Linked DNA regions of Mus musculus: region 1 is linked to region 2. A link is a contact called in public promoter capture Hi-C data. All regions are on one chromosome and are shown on one strand. Each heading gives the region's core, a stretch centred on a gene start, on an enhancer-like site or on the middle of the called end of the contact. The rest is flanking DNA. Distances are from core to core; before and after follow the strand shown. Region 1 overlaps Dcaf6 (DDB1 and CUL4 associated factor 6). Region 2 overlaps Tiprl (TIP41, TOR signalling pathway regulator-like (S. cerevisiae)).

What was found. Promoter capture Hi-C pulls out the DNA fragments that hold promoters and counts their contacts.
Region 1: a contact with region 2 is called in a promoter capture Hi-C map of liver, with 1.7 times the contacts expected there. The contact joins two enhancer-like sites. A contact is called at or near these places in 1 of 39 promoter capture datasets (liver), 13 of 484 Hi-C or Micro-C datasets (cardiomyocytes, cerebral cortex, cortical neurons and 7 more), 9 of 115 datasets of contacts at active chromatin or transcription factors (the SCID.adh cell line, astrocytes, cardiomyocytes and 4 more) and 2 of 9 other capture datasets (adipose tissue and pancreatic islet).

Annotation. Positions count from the first base shown.
Region 1 is chr1:165,326,522-165,332,060 of GRCm38.p6, reverse strand. It overlaps Dcaf6 (DDB1 and CUL4 associated factor 6), which reads left to right. Exons shown (of 19, transcript NM_028759.1): 19 at 2,058-2,561. The coding sequence ends at 2,122. Gpr161 (G protein-coupled receptor 161) reads right to left here. Exons shown (of 6, transcript NM_001310429.1): 6 at 5,316-5,539. Among named protein-coding and RNA genes, the nearest start is that of Gpr161, 34 kb to the right of the region's middle. Within about 2 kb of position 1,325, at least 5 of the 459 cell types and tissues checked have an H3K27ac peak or open chromatin away from gene starts, as enhancers often do. A contact at or near this core is called in liver, where this site is marked.
Region 2 is chr1:165,226,298-165,231,702 of GRCm38.p6, reverse strand. Tiprl (TIP41, TOR signalling pathway regulator-like (S. cerevisiae)) reads left to right here. Exons shown (of 7, transcript NM_145513.4): 2 at 3,256-3,435; 3 at 4,099-4,198. Among named protein-coding and RNA genes, the nearest start is that of Tiprl, 8.0 kb to the left of the region's middle. Within about 2 kb of position 1,917, at least 8 of the 459 cell types and tissues checked have an H3K27ac peak or open chromatin away from gene starts, as enhancers often do. A contact at or near this core is called in liver, where this site is marked.

The DNA of each region.
Region 1 (5,539 bases), core at 76-2,575, 100 kb before region 2:
TGTTGGATACCATAGACCTGGAGCTACAGTTGTTTGTGATCCAGTGTGTGGTGATGGGAACTGAACCTGGGTCTTCTACAAAAGCAGCAAGTCTCTCCAGTCTCTCAAATAGTAACCCTTTAAATTAGGCTTTAATAATTTGCCCAGGCCATTACCTGATGAACGTTAAACCTGACTTGAAACTACATTCCCTTTGACTCAGGGTTTCACGTACAGCCCTGAGGCCAGCCCATTACTCTGCCATGCTAGCCCTAGATGATAAACCAAAACCTTCCTCTCCTCAGAGTTTCTATCATTAAACTGCTCCCTCCCATCTGGTGTTTGGTGTCCTTCTGTTGTGGACATCTTTAAGCCTGATCTATTTTAATATTTTCCACAGTATTTGGGAAAATGCACTTGTCAATATATGTCTTAAATGCTATCCTTACTGTGGCAGTGGCTTTCTGCCATTGTCTTCATACACCCTGGTGCGATACAGCTTATCTTCATACCTCACATCCATTCCTTCAGTAAACCTTGCTCCAGGGTAAAGCTCTGTGGCACAGTGCTTTCTTACTTATTGTGCCCGAGGCTCTAGGTTGAATTCTTCAGTGCTGCGGAAACCAACCAAGGACACTAAACACCTTCACTGAACGGTCTGTATAAGCCCTGAAGATAGAAAGATCCAAAATTATCCAAAAGCTAATCGACAGGTTCACAAGTAGTGTAACCTGGGTCATTGTTGTAAGGCTCATCAAGGAGTTTCCAGAAAATGTGGAGGAAGGAGCTCATGAAGAAGTTGGGAAAGTTTAGCAAAAAGCTTCATAGTTGTACTGGGCAGAAGCATGGTCTAATGGATTATGCAAAAATGCCCCAAGCAAAGGAACAGCAAGTGCAAATGGGATAAGCCTAGGAGAGCATGCATGGTACAGTGGCCACCAAGTACATGACATATGTGTACACTTGAATATTGAACCAGATAGGGCTTACCTTGAGGGAAGAAACTGCATTCATTTTAGTCACCATTGTTATCTCAGGGTTAGCCACTTCCTGGAATGTAGTAGATACTGAATTTTAAGAAATCTTACAAACAGAAGTACACAAGCCTCTTACAGATGTGTCCATCTGGTTACCCACAGGCCATGTGCCCCAAAATAGCTGTGAATTTAGCCCAATGGAAAATCATAATTTCATTGAAAGTACTGTTTCCAGTGTAAGAGTTTTTTTGGGGTTTTTTTTTTTTTGGCAAAGTTTTTGTTTGTTTTATTTTTGCAACCTGATTGCTCTGTTTTGGAGCATGAACTTTGTAAATGACATCAAGTCACAGTGTCAGAAGGTGAACACATCAGCATTCTCTCCAGGCTTCTCTCTCTTGCATCCCCTTCCAGGTCCCCTTAGTTAAAACTTAGCCTCCAAGACACCTTGTTTGAAAACCACTGCAAGAGAATGTAATATATCAAGGTCTTGTATGTTTAAAATTATATGGTATTGTATATACTGTATTATGTTTTCATTCTTCATTACCTTTTGACGCCAAATTGAAAGCTTATATTGGGGCTGGAGGCATGGCTCAGTTAAAGAGTACGTGCTGCTCTTTCAGAAGACTGACGTTAGGCAGCTCACAGTCGCCTGTATCACCAGCTCCAGGGCTTCCAGGGCTTCCAGCCTCAACAGGCACCTGCTCTCATATACACATGCCTACTGGGCATGGGTGCACATACATAGAATTTAAAACATTGAAAAGAAAATCTTAAAAAAAAAAAAACAAAAAACCTTTAAGAGCCAGGTTTGGTGGTGTATGACTTTAATCCTAGCTCTAGAAATGCAAGGCAGGTAGATCTCTGTGAATTAGAGGCCAGCCTGGTCTACAAAGCCAGCCAAGGCTACATAGTAAGACCTTGTTTCCGAAAAAACAAAAACCAAACCAAGACTTCTGTATATACTAGTGAGTAGATTTTTACATACTTAAGTTTTGAATTAGAAATGTTTTTTGTGGTTTTAAATGAAGTTCTAGGGGTTATTTATGATAAATACTAAAAGGATTTTGAGTGTGTATGATTCTCATGTCTGTTTTCCAGACCGTCTGGAGGGTGACAGATCAGAAGGTTCAGGTCAGGAGAATGAAAATGAGGATGAAGAATAAAGAACTCCTTGGCAAGCACTTAGATGTTCTGAGATTTGTATACGACATTTATTATATTTTTTTTCTTTACAGAACTTTAGTGCAATTTAAGGCTATGGGTTTTTTTTTTTTTTTTTTTTTTTTGGAGTTCTTCCCTATTTTGGGGATAACCAAACATTGGTTTGGAATGAGTGTGTGCATGAGTTGGGAGAGTGTGTAAAACAAAGTAAGCAAAATGTTTTTTGAAACCTTTTGCCGTGTATGGAGTCCAAAAAAAAAAAAAAAAAAAAAAAAAAAGCAAAGTGCAATACTTCCTGACCCTCCGCTGTGGGAGCTTGGATCAATGCTGAAGTCATTTTCATTGTAGTGAAAATGTTGGTTCAAATAAATTTCTACACTTGCCATTTGCATGTTTGTTGCTTTCTAATTAAAGATGTTGGTTGCTTTAAGATATCCTAAATTTGACTTTTTATTTAATTCTTTGCTACTTTACCCACATTTTCTAGTCATTTCTCTAACAAAAGAGGGCTTGCTGTTTTCTGAATTTAATAGTCCTTTCCATCTTGACCTCTGTGTGACCAGATAATGTAAAAGGGCCTTTACAGTTCTCTTCCCTTTTTCTTCACTTTTCTTGAGCTACTTCTCAGGATCTGTTGACACCTCATCCAAATCAGTCACTGGGTCTTATAGATGATTTACATTAGCACAAACTCAAGGTGCTGTCTTCTGGTCTACCTCTCTGTCCATATTCCTGAATTACTGTGATCAGTTAGCTGACTCTAGCATCCACCTCCACTTCAGACAGTCCCCCAGGCCTGTGTGTACCTTACCGTGTTTTCCTGAACTGTGTGTACCTTACCGTGTTTTCCTGAACTGTGTGTACCTTACCGTGTTTTCCTGAACTGTGTGTACCTTACCGTGTTTTCCTGTGTGTACCTTACCGTGTTTTCCTGAACTGTGTGTACCTTACCGTGTTTTCCTGTGTGTACCTTACCGTGTTTTCCTGAACTGTGTGTACCTTACCGTGTTTTCCTGAACTGTGTGTACCTTACCGTGTTTTCCTGTGTGTACCTTACCGTGTTTTCCTGAACTGTGTGTACCTTACCGTGTTTTCCTGAACTGTGTGTACCTCACCGTGTTTTCCTGAACTGCTCCATAGACATGACCTCTTCCACCTCCTACGTTGTCTGTCTGTGCCCCTCAATCCAATTACATCTGTACATTTCTCCAACCTACTTACAAAAATAAAGTCTTTTCTCAGCACCAGGTTATTGGTTATATACGTTCTAATGTCACCCCCACAAGCAACCATAGCTGCCAGCCTCTTCCAGAAGCCAGAGCTGCCAGATGGGAGAGAAGCAGGTGCTGCCTCCTGATACCTTACAGATAAAAGTTCCTGGGCAGGCAGAGTGCTGTACCTGTTGTTTAGTGCGACAAAAGGACTACTTCAAAAACAGGAGTCTCTCTCTCTCTCCCTCCCTCTCTCTCTCTCTCTCTCTCTCTCACACACACACACACACACACACACACACACACACACACACACGCATGCGCACACAGCTTTTGCTGTTCCTGGCTTATAGGCAGGATAAGACATGAGTCTCTTTGAGAGGATGTCTTTGGTTTTCTAGTCAGTGAACTCTTGGCATCTGTCTCACTTACAAAGGACAGCCGCTCAGCTCAGCTGCTTTTCTGTGACCTTTAGTTAAGCCAGTAACTGCCTTCACTATCCCTCCTTGCCAGCCAGCAGTTAGAGAAGAAAATGAACCAAGTGCTTGGGCTGGTCATTGCACACATCTTAACACAGCCATGCTATACTACCAAAACTAGAACACCGATGCCGCAGAGAAAGTGTGGAGTTCCCAAGGCCGAACTGTAGGTCCATGTTGTATCTCATCCATCACCTTCAGTGCTAGCCTTGAGCTCTAGCTCTGGACCACAGCTGGAAGCGGCTTCCAGACCCTGCAGAGCTGCCTGACCGATGAAAGGCAGAGCAGATCTGACAGTCTGCCACACTCATCTCAAGCACAGGCCCTCTCTGTTGGTGCTTTTAGTGTATTTGCTATGCCAGCTGCTTTTCATTAAAAGCAGTTTACTTTTGGGCTAATTAGCAGGTAGCTTAACTATTCCTGTTATTTTCTATGACCTAAATATCCTGCCAGAAGAAATGACTGAACCAGACACTGAGGTAGACATAAACTTTCTCCAGCTGGGCCACGAACCGTCATGAAGATGCAGCAACAGAGGCATTTCTATGGGGAATATGGACCTCTTACCCACAAGTTGGCTGCAAACTCAAAATCACCTGCTGCTGGCAGAAGATAGATAGCTTTGTCATGGAAAGTAGGGGTGACTTTAGGCCAGCAGCATGGATTTGCTAGAGGGCAGAGGGTGCTGGATAATTGCTAGGCAAAGATCAGAACAAAACCAAAGGGCAAGTGTCTACACTGTCCCTGTACACTGATGGAGATATGGGAACTGTGTGTGTTCTGTTCATTTTCCTGGAGTAGGCCAGCTAGATAAATAGTTAAGGATACATAGCAAAGACAAAATTTTGTCCTGGCCACTACAGGATTCAGTGGAGAGAGAGTGTAGTGGCAGAGAGGAGACTGGCCCCAGGGTTCTACACACTCAGAAAAAAAGATGGCATTGGTATAATCAAGGGAAGGGAAAAGATAAAGCATGCGTCTTGTGCAGGGGTGGTTGTGTTTATGCTAAAATCTACTCCTCAGTATCTCTGTTTTGATATGAAAGGAAGACTGGAGAGGTAGGGAGGGAGATGAAAAAGCACTAGTTCATTAAACCCCTTAAAAACCAGGTTTAAAGCTGGACAGGATGGTGCACACCTTTGATCCCAGCACTTGGGAGGTAGAGGCAGGATGGTTTCTGTGAGTTTGAAGACAGCCTGGGCTACAATAAAAAAGAAAAAGCAGGCTTAGAGTGTCTTGAATATAGTATGCAACAGTCTTGTAACCCAGTACTTCTTGAGTTTAACTGCCTTGGGAAGTTTAACTATCAGTGTGTCCACCCAAGTGACTTGGGGGTGCTCACTCCCAATTCTGCAATAAGTTTCTCCTCAATATTCAGTCCTCTTTTTAGCCCGTGGGGAGGTGAGATAGGAACAGGGCTATAGGAAATTGGGAGAAGGGACAGGCACCCAGAAATGTTCATAGACCACAAGCCCAAGCACAAACTGACCATTTACACAGATACACACATTCCAAAAACATTTAATCAGGTAAACAAATCTAGTCTAAACACACTTTTACTTATTCATAAATACTGATTTACATATAATACCCCAGACAGTTTTATCCTCAAAAACACCATCCAAAACTTCAAGTTAGATATATTTCAGGATTAGGTTGGGTTCTTATTTTTGAAGTTTGGTTTTTAACCATGTCTTCCTTCAGGTATACATCATCATCAGAACAGAAC
Region 2 (5,405 bases), core at 668-3,167:
AGTTAGTTATATTATGAGCAAAATGTTACATATGTCATTGTAAAATCTGGTGTAAAAATAGTGGTCAATGGCCGGGCAGTGGCGGCGCACGCCTAAAACCCCAGCACTTGGGAGGCAGAGGCAGGCGGATTTCTGAGTTCGAGGCCAGCCTGGTCTACAGAATGAGTTCCAGGACAGCCAGGGCTATATAGAGAAACCCTGTCTCGAAAAACAAAACAAAAAACAAAAAAAACAAAACAAAAAAAGTGGTCAATGAATAGTTTCATATTTCTTTTTTAAAAACCCCCACAAAGAAGTCTATAGAACATTTTTAAAAGTTTCTAAAATCAGTAAGACTTGGTTTATAAGATGTCTGGAAAATGCACTTGCTTGGAACCTTAGTGTTATACTTTCTGATCGTGAGATACTAAGACTTGCAGGTTTTGTTTTGTTTTGTTTTGTTTTTAAATTTTAGTCAAGATCTCACTGTGTAGTCCTGGTTGACCCAGAACTCACTGTGTAGACCAGGCTGGCTTCAAAGTCACAGAGATCTGCCTGCCCCTGCCTCTTGAATGCTGGGATTAAAGGTGTGCACCACTGTGTCCAGATTCAGAATATTTTTGTTGCTGCTTGCTTTTTTTTAAAAAAAGATTTGTGTATTGTATGTATATGAGCACGTTGTAGCTGTACTGATTGTTGTGAGCTATCATGTGGTTACTGGGAATTTGAATTCAGAACCTCTGCTTGATCTGGTTGGCCCCACTCGCTTTGGCCTAAAGATTTATTTGTTATTTTATCTAAGTACACTGTTGCTGTCTTCAGATCACCAGCAGAGGGCATCAGATCTCATGGTTGGTTTTGAGCCAGCATGTGGTTGCTGGGATTTGAACTCAGAACCTTCGGAAGAGCAGTCAGGGCTCTTAACTGCTGAGCCATCTCTCCAGCCCTGTTGCTTGCTTTTTGTTCTTGTTTTGATAAAAGGTCTCGCTATGTAGATCTGGTTGGTATAGAACTTGCTATGGAGTGCAGGCTGGCTTCATTAACAGATCCTCTTCTGCCTCCTGAGTGCTAGAACTAAAGGTGTCCACCAACCACCACACCTAAGTGAGACCTGTTGTCTTTATAAATATGTTTCTTCTATATGTACATTTACTATGTATTTTCTAATGCCAGCTATTCGTAAGTGATAAATAAAAAACAGCAAGGTAGCTGGGCATGGTGGTGCAGGCCTTTAATCTCAGCACTTGAGAGGCAGATGCAGGTATATCTCTGAGTTGGAGGCCAGCTTGGTGTTTTGAGGTGGAGGGGTTTAGGACAGTAACACAGAGACACCCTGTCTCAAAAAGCAACAGCAAAATAAACAAAAGACTCCCCTCCTCAAAACAAAAATAAAGCAAGGTAGTTGGGAGGAGACATTATTTTAGGTAGGATACTATGAGATCACCTCTAAAACAGTGGAATGCACACACAACACACATCTACTCTACTGCTTTCCAACCCTAGTTCCTTTATTTGTCTTTGCCTTGCCCCCTTCATGCCCCTCTTTGTCCTGTTACTTAGCAGCTTCACACTTCTGCTCAGCCTTGTGACTTCCGTTTCATGCTATGTCTGTCTGTCTCTTTAAAGATTTATTTATTTACTATGTTACAGTGTCTACTTACATGTATTCCTACACACTAGAAGAGGGCAGCAGATCTCATAGATGGTTGTGAGCCACCATGTGGTTGCTGGGAATTGAACTCAGGGCCTCTGGAAGAGCAGCTAGTGCTCTTAACCACTGAGCCATCTCTCCAGCCCCCATGCTGTGTCTTGAACTGTGCTTCTTGTGACCGTTCACTCAGAGTTCGGAAAGGAGAGAATCGCCGTACTAACTGGTCGGTTCAACCCAGAATAAGCATATTGGACCAAGTTTCCAGAGTTTGCCTTTGGTTAAGTTTTGAACTTTCATCCCTGAGTTGGAAGTTCAGGTTGTAACCAGGCTCGTTAGGCGTGCCAGCATGTACTTAGAGCTTGGTTTTCCAGGAGTGAATAAGTAACTGCCCCTAGCTTTACACAAAATAGGGTTGCTGCTAAGTGATAGCGAATGTGTCTAGCAGGTGCAAGGCTCTCCGTTCAAACTCAGGTACTGAAAACCAGAATGAGAAGTCCTTTCTTTAACTGGGACTATAAACCGGCTTTAAAAAAAAAAAAAGAAACATCTTTTATTTGTTGACATTAACTATAATTGCATTGTTTTTTCTCTTCCCTTTGGCCAGCCCTCCCATGTAACCTTCCACTTGCTCTCTCAGATTCATGGTCTCTTTTTCTTTAATTATTGTGGTTGGTGGTGATGGTGTGCATATTGCATGCATATTATATGTATTATTCTGGCTTAGTTGTAGGTTCTCTAAGATTCATGACCTCACTAGTCCCAGGTACTTGGTGAAGTTTCTAGTACTGAGCATAACTTTCTTTTGTTGAGTGGGCCTTAAGGCCAATTAGAGAGCTGTTGGTTACCACCAAGATATATGTGCCACTGTCCTTACACTTAACTCTTCCATGTTGGTTGTAGTCCAGAGTTGTCAACCCAGTTTTCAAAAGGACCAGTGAACTGGACAGCCCACCCCCTACTTAGAGGTTGACAGCTTATAACTTAGTGCCAATCAGTTGGTACTATGTGACAAAGCAGGCTTTGTGTTGGTTGGCCAACTTTTTTCATTTTCTTTTTAAACCAGAAGTCCCAATGTAAACAAAAACAATCTCATTTTTTCTTAACAAACTTTTCAAGTATCAAAACAACAATAACAATACCATTCACAATATCATAACCCAGCGGTGTGTTATTGATTTGTGGCTCTGGCTTTTTGTAGATATTCTAGTGAAGCTGCCCATCTGAGACATGTTAAAAATGGTCTAACATGTTGAATAAAGGCCTGGTGTTACACCTAGCAGTCACGTGCTCTTGAACTCTCTGGGCTTTTTCTTAGCACACAGAATGGTTTTTAAGGATCAGATTTTTACAAGTAGTGAAGTTGGAATTGGCCTTAATTATGATCACTACCAGGTTCTTCACTTTGGTTTTCCCCCATGTATCCCTCCCTCCCCACTCTGTCTTGCTGAGTTTAGTGCTGCAGAGATTTGATGATGAACAAGTAGGTGATGAGAGCATCTTACAGATTCTTTATCGTCATGGACTTCTCCACTTATCCTGGAAAGTCAGAGTTAGGTTGGGATGAGAAAGAGACAGAATTGACTCGTGAGCATAAAGGAACCTCCCTGACCTCTGCTTCTGTGCAGGTTAGCTGACGAGCTGCACATGCCATCCCTCCCTGAAATGATGTTTGGAGACAACGTTCTAAGGATCCAGCATGGCTCTGGCTTTGGAATAGAGTTCAATGCTACGGACGCACTGAGATGTGTGAACAACTATCAGGGCATGCTCAAAGTAGCTTGTGCTGAAGAGTGGCAGGAAAGTAGGTGAGAATCTGGGCAGTTACAGGCTCAACACAAAGTATTCAACAAGGATATGTGTGTTTTATTACAATTAAACTTTCAAACTGTATTATTCAAAACTCATTTTTCTGAGCCATAAAACAAAGGTTAATTTTACCACTGCTTGAAATACTCATTAGGTTAAAATATATGTGAGCTGAGCTTTGTAGGTGTTCTTTAGTCCAATCATTACAGAAACTTTAAAGTTTCTGGTTTTAAAGAAAAACATTTCTTGTAATTGAATATTTGTGGGGTATTAAAACTAAGAAAAATGTTTGGTTGGTTGGTTTTTGCTGGTTAAATTAGCAATATTTACTTTGTGCCTATTGAATATATACTATATGCTTTGAAGGACAGAATGAAATGTGAGCTTTGAATCATGTCTCAGGAAATGTAGGACGACCTAGAAAGAGTATATCAGCACATGACAAGTTAAATAACAATACATGTTCAGAAAACATGTATTGTTACTTAGAAAGGTTGGTTTTATGCTAGTGAATGATAGTATATGCCTTTAGTAGGATGTTTTATATTGTATGTGTGTTAGTAGGGTATTTTATTTTATATATATAATGTGTTAATTTGGTGTACATATGAACACTGATATATATTCTAAATTTTATCGTCCTTTTTGTTTTGGTATTTGAGGACGGAGGGCGAACACTCCAAAGAAGTTATTAAACCATATGACTGGACCTATACAACAGATTATAAAGGAACGCTGCTTGGAGAATCTCTTAAGTTAAAGGTAAATCTGAACCTTTGCTTCATATGATTCATATAATCATTAATCTTGGGAGATAATCTTAGCACTACATCCTAGTTGTGGTTATTATTTTCCCAACTCCTTTCATCCTGCTTCTTGCTTGTGGCAGACTTTAGAGCTTAATGTGAGAGGTTTTGGTGTATTATCATATTATTATAAATATTAGTTAATTAATTAGTGGAAAAGAAGACTATTACAAGATTTTCCTTTTTTCTCTTTTTGAGATGGAGTCTTGCAAGGCTGGTATTGAACTTTTGGGCTCCTCTTGCCTTGGTCTCCTCAGTGTCTAGAACCACAGGCATGCATGTTCTGCCTGAGAGCAGTAGTCTTTCTTTCTTTTTTAAATTCAATTATTTAATTAATTTTTTAAACAATATTCTTTAAAGTAAGGTTGGTAGATGCTTGCTTTGCCATGGTGTTAACAATATGACAGCCAAGAAGCGTCTGTCCCCAGAAACGTATTATTAGGTGAGTTAGATAGAAACTGCTAGCTAGAAGCTAGTTTTACATATGAACAAACAGTTGAACAGAAAACTTATATATGCTTGCACTGATTTTAAATTTGGTATGACTTTAGATAGTTAGTTACCTCTCTCTTTCTTTCTTTCTCTCTCTCTCTCTCTCTCTCTCTCTCTCTTTCTTTCTTTCTTTCTTTCTTTCTTGTTTTTTTTGTATTTTAATTTTTGAGACAGGGTCTCGTGTAGCCTTGGATGGCCTACTCTATTTAGACCAGGCTGGCCTTGACATTTGCCTGCCTCTGCCTCCCTGGTGCTGTGATCTAAGGCATGTGCCACCACACCTGGCTCTTTAGGTGAGGTATTTAATCAAGGCTAGTGACCATTGCTGGCAGGTTGAGTAAATGATAATGCTTACCCACAGCGGAGTTTTATATGAAGAGTTCACAAGCAGATTCTAATTATTACCTGTTCAAGTGTTGTTAGTGTTGAGTTGCATCTGTATAATCTCTGCTCCAGAAAAGCTTCCCCGAGAGTGTGGAACCGCTGTCTCTACAGCAGCTACATTTTTAGGTCTTCTAGTAGGACTGAGGTGAAACAAATGTGGCTTAGGTTGTGTGTCTGACAAGATTGTTCCATTTTAAAGCATTTTCCTTAAAAGTTATTTAGGGCTGATGAGATAACTCGGTGAGTAAAGGCATGGCTGCCAGTGACCTTTGCTTGGTGGCCAGAGA